Regions from separate parts of the Mus musculus genome. Here regions 2 and 3 are each linked to region 1. Evidence: chromatin contacts called from public Hi-C and HiChIP or PLAC-seq data. All regions are on one chromosome and are shown on one strand. The core of a region is the stretch at or near the end of the contact, and the rest is flanking DNA. Distances in the headings are between cores, read along the strand shown. Region 1 holds the start of Dnajb4 (DnaJ heat shock protein family (Hsp40) member B4). Region 2 overlaps St6galnac5 (ST6 (alpha-N-acetyl-neuraminyl-2,3-beta-galactosyl-1,3)-N-acetylgalactosaminide alpha-2,6-sialyltransferase 5). Region 3 holds the start of Pigk (phosphatidylinositol glycan anchor biosynthesis, class K).

What was found. Hi-C and Micro-C count contacts between places; a contact is called where the count stands out from the background. HiChIP or PLAC-seq counts read pairs in DNA pulled down with a chosen protein or histone mark.
Region 2: a Hi-C map of CD4 T cells shows a contact between it and region 1, with 2.2 times the contacts expected there. The contact joins the enhancer-like site here to the promoter of Dnajb4 in region 1.
Region 3: a contact with region 1 is called in an H3K4me3 HiChIP or PLAC-seq map of the 230-238 cell line, with 15 read pairs. The contact joins the promoter of Pigk here to the promoter of Dnajb4 in region 1. A contact is called at or near these places in 10 of 39 promoter capture datasets (the C10 cell line, the HPC-7 cell line, cranial neural crest and 5 more), 7 of 484 Hi-C or Micro-C datasets (CD4 T cells, CD8 T cells, centroblasts and 3 more), 5 of 115 datasets of contacts at active chromatin or transcription factors (the 230-238 cell line, bone marrow-derived macrophages, embryonic stem cells and 1 more) and 2 of 9 other capture datasets (adipose tissue and liver).

The regions. Positions count from the first base shown.
Region 1 is chr3:152,192,194-152,195,367 of GRCm38.p6, reverse strand. Dnajb4 (DnaJ heat shock protein family (Hsp40) member B4) reads left to right here and starts at 1,523. Exons shown (of 3, transcript NM_025926.5): 1 at 1,523-1,991. The coding sequence starts at 1,781.
Region 2 is chr3:152,928,169-152,931,342 of GRCm38.p6, reverse strand. All of the region lies in intron 2 of St6galnac5 (ST6 (alpha-N-acetyl-neuraminyl-2,3-beta-galactosyl-1,3)-N-acetylgalactosaminide alpha-2,6-sialyltransferase 5), which reads left to right. All of the region lies in intron 2 of Gm46830 (a long non-coding RNA gene), which reads right to left. Among named protein-coding and RNA genes, the nearest start is that of Gm46830, 30 kb to the right of the region's middle. Within about 2 kb of position 1,627, at least 82 of the 459 cell types and tissues checked have an H3K27ac peak or open chromatin away from gene starts, as enhancers often do.
Region 3 is chr3:152,712,460-152,715,633 of GRCm38.p6, reverse strand. Pigk (phosphatidylinositol glycan anchor biosynthesis, class K) reads right to left here and starts at 1,534. Exons shown (of 11, transcript NM_025662.5): 1 at 1,407-1,534. The coding sequence starts at 1,499.

The DNA of each region.
Region 1 (3,174 bases), core at 274-2,773:
CTGTCATTAAAATAGAGTAGCATTTGACTTCAACATACTATTATGCACAAAAACTTTGTTGCTGTTAACATTGATAAAATAATCACATTTAAGCTTTTTGATATACATAAAAATAAATTTATGCTTTTCTGAGTCCTGAATTATTGCATGATACAGCAGGCTAGATACTTGTAATAAAACAAGGAGAATTCGAGCTTCATGTTAATAGAAGAATTCAATTTTTAAATGCAGTTAATTTACTAATTGTAGTTTCTCTTCTCTTCATAGTCTCTCTCAAGTCTACCCCCTACACCTGTATTAGCAGGTAGATATTTATAGGTGAGTGTGATGGCATATGCACTTTCAGAGTCGCACTCTCATGATGACTGCTGATGTTAACTTCCCCATGGTCTTTGGGACATGGAATGTGAAAAAGAAATGTTTGATCCTGATCCTTTCTCTGTGATAACTCCAGCTTGTGTCAAGTTGACACACAAAGCCAGCTGGTACAGATTGAAAACCCACAAAAGAGATAAAAGATGAGTTATTTACATTCAAAATATTTCTCATCTATTCAAGATACATTTTTAAAGAAGGAAAGCATCAGATAACATATAAATGTAAAATGATTAAAACTGTTGATTTAAAAAATTACAACAAATCGCAACAAATGTTTTTTAAAGGTATGAAATATACTAATATTACAAGGGAATACTAAAAAGATAGGGAGAAAACCCCCCCCCACTTGTTTCAAAAAAATCTTTGTCAACAAGTAAATACTTAAAATTAGGGGAAATGTGTTTTGAAGGAACTTGTTACCTAACTGCCTCTCCTAACTAATCCATCCAGGCCGTAAACTGGTCCCGGGTGACAGTTACACTGACCTGAGCGTGCTGGAATCTGATCCTCTCTCCCCTACATTCCCTGCAGTATAAAGACCCCCTCAGAATGGGCTTTTCCGTTTCATTGTGATAAGGAATGGTTTATTAAGTATTATCCCCCCTCCAAAAAAAAGAACCCCTAGTTAAAACCATTCTTAAGTCACCTATTTATGTTAAAATACTGCTTTTCAATGTTATAACAGTCCTTTTACCATGTGACATTTTATATAGTGGCTCCCTCACTTTTCAGATCGATAGACCCCAGAAATTTTGAAAATGACCCAAATTATTTGAAGATTTTAAATGTAAACACCTCATATTTTAGTTCTGCACATTTTATAGCTAGGTAACTTGAAATTGAAGTTAGAATACCTACTGTAAGTTGAGGGCTTTTCTGACTGTATAATCAGTTTAACATGGGATGCCTAATGGCTATAATTATTTCTGTTGCCTTTTTACCTCTAATGGAGTAAATGTATATGTAGTTGCGGCATTCTGTGCTGGTTTGCTAAATCCACAGGAAATAAAAGGGTACAGCTAGGACGAAGGAAAGGGAATAGTTAATCGTGGAGGAGGAGAGGCACAGCTCAGTACTTTGCCTAGAGGCCGCTGGGAAAGTGACGTCCTGTAGCGTTCGTTCGTTCGCTGTTCTAGAAAGTACAGAGACACGTAGTTGAAGTGGGAGGGTCTAGCTGAGGCCGTCTCCGTGCGGTGTCTATTTATCTGTAAGTGAGCTGCCGGGGAGGAATTAAATAGAGACGCTGCCTGCTGCCTCTGGACAGCTGAGCCGAGTTGCTGATTTGCTTTAACTTGTAAGATACCCAGCTTGCTTTATTTTCTCAGGATCATTGTGTTGCTAAGCCTGGGGACGCTGTTTTCTTTTACAAAGGGAAATCTAAGTTCATTTCAAGGCATTCGAAATGGGGAAAGACTATTATCACATTTTGGGAATTGACAAAGGAGCTACAGATGAAGATGTTAAAAAGGCTTACCGAAAGCAAGCCCTCAAATTTCACCCGGACAAGAACAAATCTCCTCAAGCAGAGGAAAAATTTAAAGAGGTCGCAGAAGCGTATGAAGTACTGAGTGATCCTAAAAAGAGAGAAATATATGATCAGTTTGGCGAAGAAGGTAAGCTGCATATTTCTGTACCTTTGGCAGTGTCTGAATCGTAGCTTTTTTTTTTCTCTCTCTCTCAGCCTTCTGGTTATCGTTACATGAGAACATCAGACATACTAAAATAAAAAGAAAAATAACAGGTTAAAACTAAGGTTTAATCCTTGATTATTTGAATGAGCTATGAATGAAATGTCATGTTTGTCTTTGTGGGTTTTTTTCTTAGAATATTGTATTATTCATATTCTCCTGTTAGACTTATTGTTTTAGCATTTTATATTTTAAAAGAAACCTTAAATTCTCATGCCTGTGAATGAATTGTTTAAAAGTCTTATGCAACCTGTTTTGTTTTTAATGATTTTATTGCCAGAATTAATAGAATCTTCAGTCACTTAAAATTTTAAGATCGGCAATTCAAATTCTGGGCCATTTATGTTTTATTTAGAAAAACAAGAAGTTTTTTGTCCTTTTAGAGCGACGCTAGTTGAAACTGAACAAGACGGAGTGGTGTGTCGTAGAAGCAGAAGGCACAGGCATTTAGCTTCTAGTTGTTTTTGGCAATCTGCCTAGAGAGGAAAGAATTTCCCTGATGTCATAAAATACCAGAACAAGTTTTTAGCTTAATTATAAACAGTTAATATTGTGCCAGGAGAACAAGATCTCTCTCTCTCTCTCTCTCTCTTTCTCCCTCCCTCTCTTCCTCCCCCCCCCCCCCCGCCCTCCCGCCCTCCCTCTCCTTCTCTAACCCAAAATGGCCACCTAGTTGGAACAATGACTGAGTTTGTTTTAGTTAACTATTTCTTTTGGAAATTTTACTATGTGGCTGAAGAGGAAGCATGACAGCTGCCCTTTCCCTCAGCCATACTTTTTTTCTTGCCTTCTGAGATCAGGACTCAGTGAGCTCAGTAGCCTTTGAGAATCTCCTTTTACCATTCCGAATTTTGTCCAGCATCTCCATAAATGTCCATAAATGTCGTAAATGTGGCCATAAAGTAGGAGTTTGAAATTGTCAGTCAGCAGCAGCGGCAACCATGCATTAGTTCACGTGAGTTCTGGGGTTTTCAAGTGTTAAAACAGACTAAAGTTCTTTTGCATTATTCTTCCCCTAATGTCTTTTAAGTCACGGTGGCTATGGAAACATACTGTTTTCCCCTTGTTTATAGCATTTAAACACCAGATTTCCCTAATTAGAAGTCCT
Region 2 (3,174 bases), core at 378-2,877, 740 kb before region 1:
CAAAAACAAAACCTAGGGTCTTGAGATGTCTTGATTTAGAGTAATCACAATAAGGGGAAACTGTAGTCTTCAGATGGAACAGGGTGGGGGCTCTGCTTACAAAAGATTTATTTGTTTGTTTATGATTAGGTCTTCCTATTCAGTGCTGGCTGATGTAGAATTCCGTGTGGACCTGGCTTTTCCAAAAACCCCTGCCTTTGTCTCCCAAGGTCTGAGATTATAGGTATATACCACTACTCATCGTTGGAATAGATACTCCTTACGTAGGATAGAGTACCTACCTTCTCAGTAGAATGTCTTTTAATTCCCAGTGTTTCTATCTACAAATTAAAACAAAGGGGGTGGGGGGCAGACCTTATCTTTCAGTTTTATCTGACAAAGGTTTTGCTGGATATGGTTTCTGCCTCACACCCTTCAAAGACAAATAGTTTTTCTTCAGGTGCCTGTGGCGAACTTGGCATTATTTTCTGTCTTATTTCTTCTCCAGAGAAATGGCCTGCATTAAAAACACTCCCCATGTCTAGGCCATCTGTGTGAAGCCAGTGTTCTGACAGTGGCTGCATCCATAGCCAGTGCCCAGGCCTCCTGAGATCACAAGCTACCGTTTGCCTCAGTGATTAGATACTTGGTTCATCCACTCTAGACAAGAATGGCCACTTCAGAACGAAGCTGTGCTTGTGCACAGGTGTGTGTGTGGGAGGGGGGGGGTGAGGAAGCAAACATGAATCACTACACAAACAGGTCAATGTGAGAATGTCTGTCAGTGGCTAGGAGTGCTAAAGGCAAAGAAGTGAGCACCAGGAGAGACAGAGATGGTGGTCAGAGACTGGCAAGAGACAGACTGGCTCCCACTGCTAAATCTAGAGTCCCTGGGGACTTGCAGGTACAAAGTGACAGCTAAATAGCTCATGGCTGGCTGGGCAAGAAAGCCTGTGGCATCGTATCTGTGGTTCGTGGCTTTGGAAAACTGAATCTAAACCTAAAGAAGTAACTTAACAACCTACAGAGGAGCTACGGCCCTGACAGTTGCTAAGGTTAGCTTGGCTGATCCATCATTCCCTCTGGTACTAGGCGAAAAGGAAGGACAGAGGAGGAAGAGGGGGAGGAAAAGAGGGAGAGAGGGAGGGGAGGAAGAGGGAGAGGAAAAGAGGGAGGGCGGTGCTGTGGGAAATATTAAAAAATGAAGAACCATCATGCTCCCGCACTTGTGCCTCTAACTCTTGGCTGGCTGGTGGGCAATGGCCTGGGAAACTCTAACAGCTACACCTTACCCCTCTGCAGTCTGTTCCAAAGAGGACCTAACTCTCTCCTGCTTTGCCCTCTTCTTCAGTCCAACCCGGAAGTCCCGCCTACTCGCCCAGTGATTGGCTCCTTTATTCATTAGAGGATTGGTTCACAAGAAGCCACCTGAGTACATTACTGTCCTGAGAGAGCAAGCAGCATAGAGCCATCCACAGCAGGGAGGGGAAGAGGGAGAGAGGGAGGAAGAAAGAAAAGAAAGGGATGAAGCTAGAAGCCTTGCAGATGTGGGAAGTGGTGTGTGTATGTGGCGATCAGAGGACAACCTTAGCAGTCATACCTCAGATAACACCCATCTTTTTGTTTGTTTCTTTGTAACAAGTCCTCTCACTGGCCTTGAAGAGGTTTGTTAGTCAGCCCCAGCGACCCGCCTGTCTCCGTCTCCCTGTGTGCTGGATTGCAAGTGCACATTGCCTCTCCCTACTTTTTACATCTGTTCTGGGATCTAGCACGTGTCCTGGTCCTTTCAAAGCAAGCATGTTACCCACCTGGGAAGTTAGCTCTTTGATACTATTGTCCGGCTGACTAGTCTTAGCTCACAGCATCCTGGGCTCTGCACCTGTATGGCTCAGACTTTGTCTCAAGGTTTTAATTGGCCGATTATGTCACCATCATCATGCCCCGAGGCCACCCGCCCTCTTTTGAGCCTCACAAAGGTATCGACCTCCCATGTCTTCTTTTGTTTAGGCTTCCGGGTCTGAACTTTGGGTTCTCTAACTGCATTCAGACTCTGGAAAATGAAGGTTTTCCAGGTTACCTTTGAAAGATCTTTGAGTGATGGGTTCCTTTCGGCCACACAGAATTTTAAGAGTGGAAAAAAAAAAAAAGACCTGTGGATTTAGTCAAACTGCAGCAGCATTTTTTTTTTTCCCTCAGAAATAAAACCTGTCAGTAGCTAGCCCTGGGGAATGTAAACATACCCTTACCTGTAATTAACCTAGGGCTCTCGGTTCTTGATGCAAATGGAGTTTTAGTTGTTTCCTTTATAGAGGAGCAGGAAGCCTGCATTTCAGTGGAGAGCCAGATCTCTGCGGCAGCTCTCTCCCATCTCCTTCTAGAGAGCCCCAGTGAAAATGATAAAGCTAGAGCCGCATTTGATGTAAGACATATGGTAGCTACTGTAATAATATTATCACCAGCTTCTTCAGTGGCTTTGTCAGTCAGGTGCAATTCCACATATTGTCTGAGATAAGAGAGTCCACCCCCAACCCCTCCTCCCACTTCCTGTTGTTGACAGCAAGGCCTTCCTAAAAGTGGCCTAAGAGCTTTGTGACAGATGTGAGGTTCCCGCTTCAAATGTGAGTAATTAGGCTGAGACTAAGGACTGCATGTTAAAGCCTGACCACGCGAGAAGAGAAGAAACCCAGGGAACACTGTGAATATTTCTGATAGTCATTAGCAGGCTAAGCGGGGAGCTTTTGCTAGCTAGTTCTGACGAATCTAGAGGAGGGAAAAGAAGAAAGCAAAGCAAAAAGAAAAAGAAAGAAAGGAAAGGCACCTCGCCCTTTAGAAATCCTCTGTGGGGTCTTCAGCTACGATTTTGACATTTCAAGCTAATCAGGGACATTATAAATTTGTAGGTAACATTTAAAAGCTATACACAGCACTCAAGGAGTTGGCCGTCACCACGTTCATCCCATTGTGCTTTGGGTTGTTCTGTGACTCAAGCTTTGCTTTGCTTGATTGCTAATTTAATAGGAGTTACTTCTGCACTCCAGGCCAGCGGGCACGCAATAAACATGGTTGCGTGAGGAGCTGGCTCCGCAGCGTGTCGTCCTGGGCTTGGTTCTGTGTACTCAGTCTCACAGACTCTGAAGACTCTAGCAGTGTGTTAAAATGGACACACCCCGCCTTTTAAAGAAAGATGTGAAAATA
Region 3 (3,174 bases), core at 285-2,784, 520 kb before region 1:
GACAAAAAGTTCCAGGCAAGTGTGAGAATAGACCCACTGCTACAACCACCCTCAGCCCCCAAAACCATTCTAACAGCTGCCCAGACACTGAACAAAGCAGCAAGCAGGGTGCTACTGTGGATAACCCCTGGTTTAGGCATGGGAAGGCCTGAGCTAAAATTGAGCGGTACATGACACTGGGGCAAGTCAGTTTGCACTTTAAGCTTGAATTTCTCCAAAAGAAAATGAGATTTGACCTAAATAATCTCTAGCGTCCTTTCTAGGCTCAAACTTGTTGCTCCATTGAAACTTTACTGAGAACTCTGTAGCAGCAATGTAACGTTAATCAGTCAACATTTAGTTAACGGAGCACCTTCTACGTGCCAAGCACCACGGAATACGGTGATAGGAAAATCACCAAAAGGCATGCAATCTTCTCTCAAGCACATCAGAGTTTAATACAGGTGGACATGTAAATGCACTGCACTACAATGTACAATTACGGATTCACTGTATGCTTAGACATCTATCCTGTCGGGGATGACAGCAGATCACAGTGCGTGCCTTCATCAGAGATTACTGTCCAGTTAAATAGACACACGTTAGCAAAGAACTCACCACACAATATATAAAGACACCAAATGTGGTCTGTAATTGTAACAGGGGAACATGACTTTGTAAGGGAAGGTTTCCCTACAGAAGTGACATTTTGGGCGAATACCCAAAAGATGAAAAGACAATTCCAGACCAAAAAAAAAAAAATTGGGCCAATGGCAAAAGGGTCCCAGTGGTTTGTGAAACTGAAAGCTTAACAAAGCTAGACATTTAAAGAAGGTGTAAGAGATTTCAAGAAGGGGTCCTGAGTGACATGATCAGGTCAGCATTTGAAAAGTTACTCCGTCCTCAGCTCAGAGAACAGACTAAACCAGAACTGCCCCTGCTGAGTTAGGAGACTAGGGCAGCCTCGGTGATAAACTTGGACGAGGTGTTTTTACAGTGTGTGCTGACGCCCGGGCAAGCAGGTCTAAAAAATAATGCTAGAAATCCAAGTCGCGTCGCTGGGGAAATCGCTGGTAACAGCATCGTAAAGAAACCAGACGTCCTGCAGCCTCAGGGAGGAGGAGGTCAGGGCGGAGGAGCAAAACACCAAAGCCATGACAGTCCCCACGCGTGCCCTGCCTGTCACAGGAGCAGAGGACCGGGTCCTCCTCCCTCGTCACCGCTGGCTTCGCACTCTTAACAGGGCGTTCTAAAAGGCTGTGTCCGGTCCCTGTCCTCAGGACGGACGGTCCTGAATCCCACAACACAGCCCGGGGAGGGAAGACGCTGCAGGCGGCTGCCCTCAGGGGCCGTGCGTCCTGCACCTGAGGCGCTCACAGTCACACGGTCCTCCCTGGGGTCGGTCCTCAACAGACACCGATGCCTACCTCGATGTGTCCAGCGGCAGAGCTGCCGAGAGACAAGAGCGCCAAGGCGGCCAGGGTAGCCACCCGCAGAGTGAGGAAGCAGGGGGCCGCCATGTTTGCCGGCTTCTCACGCCCCGAAGAGCAAAGGGGCGGGGCGAGTGCCGTAAAGCAGCGCTGCCGCTGCCGTGCACGGGGGGGTGTGGTTTGGTTTGTTCTTCCCATGGTAGTGGCCTTGAGTTGTTTTAGTTTTTGTTTTGTTTTGTTGCTTCATTTTGTTGTTTTGTTTTGTTTGCCACCGCATACACCTTCCTCCATTCAGGTTCTGGAGTGGCCGGGGCAACCTAATTGGAGAATTACTTACTCAGCTATGTTTCTAGGTTTGTTTTGTAAAATAGACACAATATTTAAGGAGGAAATTTTAAAAAGATAATTTGGGGATCCACAATATTTGATGTTTCCCTTTGGTGTGGTGCTATCAGTTAGTTGGCTATGTGGTCCAAGATTTCTAAATCTTAAAGGACGACAAAATGGAAATATGATCACTGGGGTTTAATGACTGCCAACCTACAGGGGAAAAAAAATGGGTTCAGTGAAGGATGTTGCTTCAAGAGATCAAGTCAGAAAGAGGTGGCACCCAACACCTGCTTCTGGCTTCCATAAGTGGGCCTGTAAACACACACACACACACACACACACACGTACACACACGTACACACACGTACACACAGACACCATACAGAAGGGAAAAAATATACAGTATTTCTGGTCATTCTGTTTTCTAATTTTGAAAAAAATTTTTGTTGTAACACTATTACTCATCCATTTTAATTATTCTTTGAATATTTCTTTTAATTTTTTTTGAGACAAGGTCTCATTATGAAGCCCTGCCTGACCTAAAGCTACCTTGAACTCACAGAGAGACCTGCCTACCACTGTCTCCCACGTGCTGACATTAAAAGCACGTGCTACCATGGCCAGTTTTGCTTGAAAGTGTTTTGTGTCCTTTTTGTTTCACACACACACACACACAAAACAACTTTAGTTTTTGGATTTTATGTAACGTGTATGGATATTTTTCCTACATATATGCCTAAGCACAATGTGTGTGCATTGCCTGCAGAGGTCAGAAGTGGACATCAGATCCTCTGGAACCAGAGATGGTTGTTAAATCACCACGTGGGTTCTGAAAACTAAACCCAGGACCTTTGCAAGAGCAGCCAGTACTCTTAACCACTGAGCTATCTCTTCACTCCCCACAAAAGCCCTTTTTTTTTAATTGGATATTTTATTTACATTTTTAATGTTATCCTCTTTCCATGTTTCCCCTCTGGAAACCCTCTATCCCATCACCCCTCCCACTGCTTCTACTACAACAGACTGACCTACACTGACAGCATTTCCCTACACTGAGTCATCTAGCCTTCACAGGACCAAGGGCCTCGTCTCCCACTGATGCCCAACAAAATTATCCTCTGCTGCATATGCAGCTGGAGCCATGGGTCGCTCCATGTGCACTCTTTGATTGGTGGTTTAGTCCCTGGGAGCTTTGGGGGGTCTGGTTGGTTGATATTGTTGTTCTTCCTACAGGTTGCAAACCCCTTCAGCTCCTTCAGTCCTTTCTCTAACTCCTCCATTGGGGTCCCCATGATGAGTCCAATGGTTGGCTGCAAACACCCACCTCTGTATTTGTCAGGCTCTGGCAGTGCCTCTCAGGAGACAGTTATATCAGGCTCCTGTCAACAAGCACTTCTTGGCATCCACAGTAGTGTCTGGGTTTGGTGACTGTATA